Linked DNA regions of Mus musculus: region 1 is linked to region 2. Evidence: chromatin contacts called from public Hi-C data. All regions are on one chromosome and are shown on one strand. Each heading gives the region's core, a stretch centred on a gene start, on an enhancer-like site or on the middle of the called end of the contact. The rest is flanking DNA. Distances are from core to core; before and after follow the strand shown.

The links. A called contact is a pair of places that touch in the nucleus more often than the background predicts.
Region 1: a Hi-C map of bone marrow-derived macrophages shows a contact between it and region 2, with 53 read pairs. The contact joins the promoter of Iho1 here to the enhancer-like site in region 2. A contact is called at or near these places in 13 of 39 promoter capture datasets (the 3T3-L1 cell line, the C10 cell line, the HPC-7 cell line and 7 more), 13 of 484 Hi-C or Micro-C datasets (the AML12 cell line, bone marrow-derived macrophages, embryonic stem cells and 7 more), 4 of 115 datasets of contacts at active chromatin or transcription factors (all in embryonic stem cells) and 3 of 9 other capture datasets (adipose tissue, liver and pancreatic islet).

Annotation. Positions count from the first base shown.
Region 1 is chr9:108,430,343-108,434,667 of GRCm38.p6, forward strand. Iho1 (interactor of HORMAD1 1) reads right to left here and starts at 1,484. Exons shown (of 8, transcript NM_001135198.2): 1 at 1,430-1,484.
Region 2 is chr9:108,359,168-108,363,445 of GRCm38.p6, forward strand. It overlaps Usp4 (ubiquitin specific peptidase 4 (proto-oncogene)), which reads left to right. Exons shown (of 22, transcript NM_011678.2): 4 at 928-1,054; 5 at 3,394-3,539; 6 at 3,670-3,731. Among named protein-coding and RNA genes, the nearest start is that of Usp4, 13 kb to the left of the region's middle. Within about 2 kb of position 2,669, at least 6 of the 459 cell types and tissues checked have an H3K27ac peak or open chromatin away from gene starts, as enhancers often do. A contact at or near this core is called in bone marrow-derived macrophages, where this site is marked.

The DNA.
Region 1 (4,325 bases), core at 234-2,733, 70 kb after region 2:
GTGCTGGTATTAAAGGCATGCAATTCCACTGCCCGGCTAGCTTCTGGGTTTTATTTACTTATTTTGACATAGTCTAACTATGTAGCCCTGGCTACTTAGGACTCATTATGGAAAGGAAGATGACCTCAAATCCAGAGATCTGTCTGCCTCTGCCTACCTAGTGCTTGGGTGTTTTGTTTTTTATACAGGATTTCACTATGAACCCCAACCTGGCTCTCCTCAGCGACAGATAGTGCTAGGATTACACATATCCTTCACGCTGTCCAGCCTGGGTTTTTTTGGAACAAGGTTCCACTACTTAACAAGAGATAGATAGAACTCCCTATATAGCCCAGGCTGTCCTATTCCAGCTTTGAGAAATGGGGTCCTGGAGTGAAAGCCTTCAACACCTCCCTCCCCACACTCCGTCCTATATCTTCTACATCCCCCCAACACCCCTCCTTTAATGCTGAAAAGGCTAGTTTCTTCCAAAGACTTCTGGTCCCCTTCCACCTAATCGCCAGGTGATTCTTTGCCAAAAGGAATTGTTCACTCTCATATAGTCTGGTCAAGAAGCTTTCTCCAAGGACTAAACACTGGTAAAAATGCTTGCTAGCAACCCTGACTATTCAAGTTCGACCCCGAGATCCACAAGGCTGATCAGAACCAATTCTTGAAAACTGTCTTCTGACCTTCACGAAACTCCCACCCTGCAAATAAGAATAGTTTTTAAAAAATAATAATTGTTTCTATTTTGATGTGTTGTTTGTTTGTTTGTTTTTGTCTTTGAGACAAGATCCTACTCAGTAGCCCTGGCTATCTTAGAATTCCCTTAGTAGACCAGGCTGGCCTCAAACTCAGAGATCTGCCTGTCTCTGTCTCCTGAGTGCTTGGATTAAAGGCGTGCGCCACCACCGCCGCCGCCGCCTGGCTAAAATAATGTTTTAAGAAAACCTCTTTAATCCCAGCACTTGGGAGGCAGAGGCAGGCAGATTTCTGAGTTCGAGGCCAGCCTGGTCTATAGAGTGACTTCCAGGACAGCCAGGGCTACACAGAGAAACCCTGTCTCGAAAAACCGAGAGAGAGAGAGAGAGAGAGAGAGAGAGAGAGAGAGAGAACCTCGAAGCTCCTGGATTATCATTTCTATGTGTTTCCCAAACGGCTTACTTTTTCTTTTTTTCTTTTGTTTGTTCGTAACAATAAGAACAAATTTCCAGCTGCCTCTCTGATTCCCCATTCACTCATTTCCCAGGCTTGCCTCATCGCCCACTTGAAGCTCCAGCCCTGTGAGAGTCTGACGAGAAGCCGAGAGCCTCAGGCCAGGCTTCCAGTGGCCGAGTGACCCTCAAAGGCATCGGGCGACTGGGCCTGCGGGGCCCTAGGTTCCCCAACCACCTCATCTCTTCCCACTCCTCACGCCCCTCGTGACCCACGCACCTCGAGTTCTCACCTCGCCACACGCGACAGCACACGCCTGCCTTCCTGCGGCTTCCTGGGCGCCGAAGAAAGCCCGCCGAGGTGAGGCCCCACCCCCGGGCTGCGCTCACCAATAAGAATGCCGATTCTTGACCCCGCCCCCTTCTGCACGATGCCTGAGGCTTTTTAACGATTTGACAGTGGGCCTGCTTCCCTCCGCCTTAAGCCACAGGCAGCTCGCAGACCCCACGAGCCTGAACCCTCATGTCTGGTTGCTCAGCACAGGCCCTCTCAGGGTCCACTACCCCATCTCACTTCTCACCTAAAAAATGGAGGCCCGGAGGAATGCCCAATGCTGCCTGTGAGGGCCATGTGTAAGGTGGGCGAGGGTGCCAAAGATCAGGATATGGCTAAGCATCTTGCTAGCCTTTGAGTTCACTGTTGTCTGGGTATATCCGAGTAGCCGGAGCATCTGGAGCCAGAGTGAAGAGAGTTGCTATACTCAGACAACAGGGAACTCAAGGGCCAGCAAGATGCTCAGCTTTGCCACCAAGCCCAAAGACCTGGCTTTGCTCCTCAGGATCCACAAAGGTAGAGTTGAGTTCTGAGACCCTTGAACGTTGTGCTCTGACCTCTACGTGTGTGCAGTGGGCATGAGCATAAACTCACACATACACAAAGGCAAAACAGCAAAACAAAGAACAAAATAAAATAAAAATTTAAGCTGGGAAGCGGTCACATGCCATTAATCTTAGCACTCGGGAGGCAGAGGCTGGTGATCTCTGAGTTCGAGGCCAGCCTGGCCTACAGAGTTCTAAGACAGCCAGTGTTACACAGAGAAACCCAGTCTCAAAAAACAAAAACAACAACAACAACAACAAAAAAAAAAACCCCACCATCAACAACAAAGGTAAACCCAAGTAATAAAAATGACAGAACAGTTATCACACCAGTGCCCCTAAACCTCAAATATCTATGCTAAGTAGAAGTCAGACACAAAAGAGTACATATTGTATGGCTCTATTTATATAGAATTCTAAAAAATGTACACTCTCTATAGTAACAAAACAATGGAGACAATTATGGTGTACATCTGGAATCTTAGCACTCTGGGTGGGTGGAGGCAAAAAAAAAAAAAAATCAGAAGTTTAAGGTCTTTTTGGCTACAAAGTGAGTTTGGGACCAGACTGGGATACATGAGTCCCTGTGTCAAACAAAGTCAGGCATGGTATTACATGCCTGAAATCCCAACACTTGTGTAGGTAAGAAGATAGATCCAAGTTCAAAGCTATCCTGGCCTATATATGAGGGGGTTCTAGCTTATCCAAGACTACATAGTGAGATTCTGTCTCAGAGTACAAGCAAAAACTCACAACCTAGTTTGGGGCTTAGAGCTCAGCAGCAGGAAGCATACGCAACATATGGAAGGCCCTGGGTTCCATCATTGGTACAGCAAAAAATAAATTAGCCAAGTATGGTGAGACCTGTAGCCCTAGCGACACGTAGGTGGATCAGGAATTGGAGACCAGCCTGGGCTACATAGCCAGTTTCTGGAGTCTTAAATACAGAGTGGAAAAACCCTGTCTCAAAAAAAAAAAAAAAAAGATAGTTGGACCCAGTTACTCACACCTTTAGTCTCAGTACTTGGAATGCTGAAGCAATAGTATTTCGATGTGATTTCCAAACTAATCTGGGCTATAGAGTGAGAAACTAAAAACAAAAAAAACAAAAACAAAAACAAATTTAAAACAGAACAAAACCGGGGTGGTAGTGGTGTACACCTTTAGTCCCAGCACTCAGGAGGCAGAGACTGGTGGATCTCTGTGCGTTCAAGACAAGCTTGGTTTACAGAGTGCGTTCCAGGACTGCCAGAGCTACACAAAAAAAAACTTGCCCTTGAAAAAAACAAAAAACAAAACAAACAAACAAGCAAAAACAAAACCGAAAAAAGAAAAATGTGGCTTGGTGACTCCAGACTTCAAGACTCTCCTGTGACACAGAATAAGTTCCAGGCCAGCCTAAGTAACTTAGTGTAAGGGTCACAAATAACAACTAAGGGGTTGTAGTTTTGGAGTAGACTGTTTGCCTAGAGTATAGAGCGAGGCCTGTATTTGATTCTCAGTGCCACAGGTTTTGATGATCATGGTGACGGTAATAATGATGACAATGGTAAAATTATAAGATCATCACAAATCTTATTAGGTTATCTTAGACATGGTAGTTCCTGTCTAAAATCCCAGGACCGGGGAGGCAAAAACAAGTGAATCAAAAAGTTAAGGCCTTCCTCAACTACAAAGCCATTTCAGTGCCAGCCTAGGCTACACGAAACTATCTCAAAAAGAAAGACTAAATCAAAGAATCCAAGTCCTCCTCCTCTAATATCCTCTTTCTGCCTCAAGTGACTTCTATGCTAGATTTATTAATTATCACTTTTATGCATGTTTTACATTTTCATCTTACATTTTTTTCGTCCAACAGTAATATGTGGTATGTTTTAAGCAGCATCTTACTGTGTAGCCAGGGCTAGCCTGGCATTTACTGGGTAAACTAGGCTAGCTTCAAATTCACTTTGGAGTCAAGATTGGCTTTAAACCTTTGATTCGCTTCCCAAGTGTGGAATTCCAAATGCTCCACCTGGGAGGGCTGGAGAGATGGCTCAGTGGTTAAGAGCACTGACTGCTCTTCCAGAGGTCCTGAGTTCAACTCTCAGCAACCACATGATGGCTCACAACCATCCGTAATGAGATCTGATGCTCTTTTCTGGTGTGTCTGAAGACAGCTACAGTGTACTCACATAAATAAAATAAATAAATCTTAAAACAAAAAAACAAACAAAAAACCCCCAAATGTTCCACCTGGCTTAAGTTTTCTGGTAATTGGTTTAGGATAGTTCATCTCAACTGTAAATTCCATGAAACCTAGAATTACCT
Region 2 (4,278 bases), core at 1,419-3,918:
TTTAAAAAAACTGTTTCATGTAGTCTAGGATGGCTTTAAAGTTACTGTATAGTTCAGGCCGACCTTGAACTCTTTATCCTTCTGCCTCAATATACCTTGAGTTGAAATTAGTCTTGTGTCACCATGCAAGGCTTTAGAACTCTTTGTTTTTGTTTTTGTTTTTTTGACAGTTTGAAACCCTTAAGAGTGCTAAGGAATCAGCATTGTGGGCGTACAGCCTTCTTCAGAGGTCTGCAAATGCTGTCAGTGTAGAGTGTAAACATTCTGCTGTGGTTTGACAGACTCTGTAAGGGCCAAAGCAAGAGTTTTCTGTTCAAAGCTGACCTTCTGAGACATGTCTTATAGGGCTGGTTTATCCACACAGATCTCTCTGTGGTTCCCTGAAGATATACTTGGTTCTTCATTATAGTAGGAAAAATTGTAACTTCTGGGATATATGCTGATAAAATCAGTCTATACTTTTTTTTTTTTTTGGTTTTTTCGAGACAGGGTTTCTCTGTGTAGCCCTGGCTGTCCTGGAACTCACTCTGTAGACCAGGCTGTCCTCGAACTCAGAAATCCACCTGCCTCTGCCTCCCAAGTGCTAGGATCAAAGGTGTGTGCCATCACTGCCTGGCTATTCAGTCTATACTTTGTAAAATTGAATAAAAATTAGTTTTTCTTAGATCAAATGTAGGGGATACATTTCCTTTAATTCTTGCACTCAGAAGAGGTAGAGTTCTTTGATTTCAAGACCAGTTTAGTCTACATAGTGAGTTCCAAGCCAGTCTACATAGTGAGACCTTATCTCAGAAACAAACAATTCCTGACAGAAGGTTCTTTCTCCTGGGTTCTTTCTCTTTAGCCTTCTGGTGCTGAGCCATGTTGCTTCCAGGACTGTCCAGATGTCCACCACCGCTCCTTCACCTTTGCCTCTCTTGCTTACAGGTTGTGGAGCATGGCCTGTTTGTCAAGCACTGCAAAGTGGAAGTGTATTTGCTGGAGCTGAAGCTCTGTGAGAACAGTGACCCCACCAATGTGCTAAGTTGCCATTTTAGCAAAGCAGACACCATTGGTAAGCAGCTGGCAGGGTTCTGCATGTCTGGTGAAAGTATACAGGGTATTGTAGTTGATGAGAGGGAACCTGTGTTGTTTTCTTTCACTATTGTTACTCATCTGTGGTCTTCAGTCCTGACTTGGAAGTCTTCGTGAGGGAATGTTTATGAGGAACCAGACCTGGGAACTGTGTTCTATAGAACAGTACTTGGGCAAGCAAAATGGCCAGCAAAGTAGCTCAAGCAGGCCTGAACTCTGTATAAAGTCATGCATAACCTTGTATTCCTGATCTCCCTGTCTCCACCTCCTAAGTGCCTGGTTTATATGATCCTAGGGATCGCACTCATGGTCTCAGAACAAAAACCAAACAAAACCAATAAAAGCCTTTACTACTTGAATTGGGCATGGTGTCTAACACCTGTAATCCCAGCACTTGGAGTGCAGAGGCATGAGGATCTGCCAAGAGTTTAAGGCCAGTGTGAGAGCCTATTTCAAAGAGGAAAAAAAGGAAAGGCTAGGAAGATGGTTTAACAGGTAAGGGCCCGCTGTTCGGGCATGAGGAATTGAGTTCAGATCCCTACCATATAGGAAATCCAGGTGTGGTATGTATCTTAAACCTTAGTACTGGGGAACGTGAGACAAGCAGGTAGATTCCTGAAGCTCATTGGTCACCACTCCCAGGTAAATCAATGAACTTTTAGATTCACAGAGAGATCCTGTCTCAGAAAATAAAAGATGGGAAGGGATGGAAAGATACCTAAATATGGCCTCTGGTCCCCACAATGACACCCACCCACACACATGCTTATGCATATACCAGCACTAACAAATCACATACCATACACAGAAGACATAACAGTGGCTGGAGAGATGGTTCAGTGATTAAGAGCACTGGTTATTCTTCCAGAGGAGTTAGACTGAATTTGTAGTATCTACGTGGCAGTTTACAATTGCCTTAGTTACTGTTTAATTCCTGTGAAGAGACACCAAGACCAAGGCAACACTTATAAAAGAAAACATTTCATTGGGGGCTTGCTTACAGTTTTAGAGGATTAGTCCCTGAGCGAGCGTCATGGCAGGAAACACACTGGCGTGGTGCTGCAACAGTATTTTCATACTGATCTGCAGGCTTTCCATACTGACCTCGGAGAGGAGGAGAGAGCATGAGCAGCACAAGGCCTAGTGAGGGCTTTCGAAGCCTCCCAGGGATCCCCTTCTCCAACAGGCCACACTTCCTAATCCTTCCAAACGGTTCCTCTACCTGGGAGCCACACATTCAAAGACATGAACCTATGGGGGCCATTGTCATTCAAACCACCACACTCTCTTTAACTCCAGTCCCATGGACCCACAGCCTCTGGCCTCTTGAGGGTATCAAACACATTTAGTGTACAAACATACATACAGTCAAAAACGCATTTATACATATAAAAATTAATTAAAAAAAAGAAACCCTAACAATCTCAGGGGAGAATGGCTGATTCTGTTTGGGTTGGTTGTTGTTTTGGGGAGCTGGGGGTCAATCTCAGGACCTTTCACTCATGCTGAGCAAGGGCTCTACACTAAACCACATCCTCTGTCCACTCTGCCTAGCACCCACTTTCTTTGAGATGAAGCCTTGCTGTGTAGCTCAGATGACCTCAAACTCATGATCCTGTGCATCATCAAATCCATTGCTAAACCATGGGCTGGGCTGTATGTATCCTGGCTCCGAGGTCACTTTTTCTTCCTTAAAACTTTATTACATCACTCCCCTTCTCTCTCCTTACTCCACCCCTCCCCTGCTCTCTCAGATCTCTCCTGTGGCCTCGCCCACTCCATCTAAAATTGGTGAAATAAACTCAGAAGGTTGTGTGTGTGTGTGTGTGTTTGTCTAACAGTAATGATCATAGAACAAGCTTCTCTTCTTGTTTGTTTTCTGAGACAGAAAGTTGTGTGCCACCACGACCTAGCTTCCAGTTTTCTAACTTTTATGTTACTTTTCTTTCTTTATCTTTTCATCTTTCTTCTTCCCTTCCTCTTTTTTTTTTTGTTTGTTTTTTTGAGTCAGGGTTTCTCTGTGTAGCCCTGGCTGTCCTGGAACTCACTCTGTAGACCAGGTTGGCCTAGAACTCAGAAATCTGCCTGCCTCTGCCTCCCAAGTGCTGGGATTAAAGGTGAGCACCACCACTACCCAGCTTGCCTTAACATGAGTTTTTCCTGACCTGATGACAAACAGAGCCAGCTGTAGTGGCGCATGCCTGTGTGGCAGTAGAAGGAGGGGGAGTTCAAGGCCACCCTCTGGTATTAGTGAATTCTAGGGTTTCTTTAACTTTATTTCTGGAGACAATCCTGAGTGATGTTTTTGCCTGTTCTTAGCAACTATTGAGAAGGAGATGAGGAAGCTCTTCAACATCCCTGCAGAACGTGAAACACGGCTTTGGAACAAATACATGAGCAACACCTATGAGCAGTTGAGCAAGCTAGACAACACTATCCAGGATGCTGGGCTGTACCAGGGTCAGGTAAGCGGGCCCAACCCATGCCCAGACAGGCAACTCTGACTGGGGTGTGTGTCATGAAGGCTTCTGGCAGTAAGCATGTCAGCAGTAGGGTTTGTTGCATTGTGCTCATCTGGTTTCCCCTTTCACTCAGGTGCTAGTAATTGAGCCCCAAAATGAAGATGGCACATGGCCCCGGCAGAGCCTGCAGTCAAAGTAAGTGAGTCTTCTCCCCCATGTACCTGGCTCATAGGTGCAGAGGAAGGGAAGAGGGAAGGCTTGTTCTGAAGTAGGTGGAAAGCCGGTTTCTCATTCCAAAGCCCCAGTTTTTAAGCAGCCTGCTTGACATTCATGCACGAAATAGCTGTCGGGATTCCGTCAGGACAAGAGATGGGGAGGGATCTGATATTGTGGCTCTGTGTGTGTGTGTGTGTGTGTGTGTGTGTGTGTGTGTGTTAAGCTCCTTTATTTTTCTACTTGTAGTTTAGAGGCTTTGAGAAAGGAAGGAGGATTAGGGTGAGGTCTTGGACGACGTAAGGGTGATAGCTTGCTCCTACTCGACTTTTCTGTGGCCTCTTACAGATTACAGCTCAGCTACTAAATTTGGATTCCAAGCACAGTTATGCCAGGAGATATTCATGTGGCTTGTGGAATTGTGCACCTTGCAGTAGAAAGTGATGGCTTTTCTCTAGGATGTAGTGCAGGGAAATAACATGAGTGTTTCCTGACCTGATGACAAACAGAGCCAGCTGTAGTGGCGCAT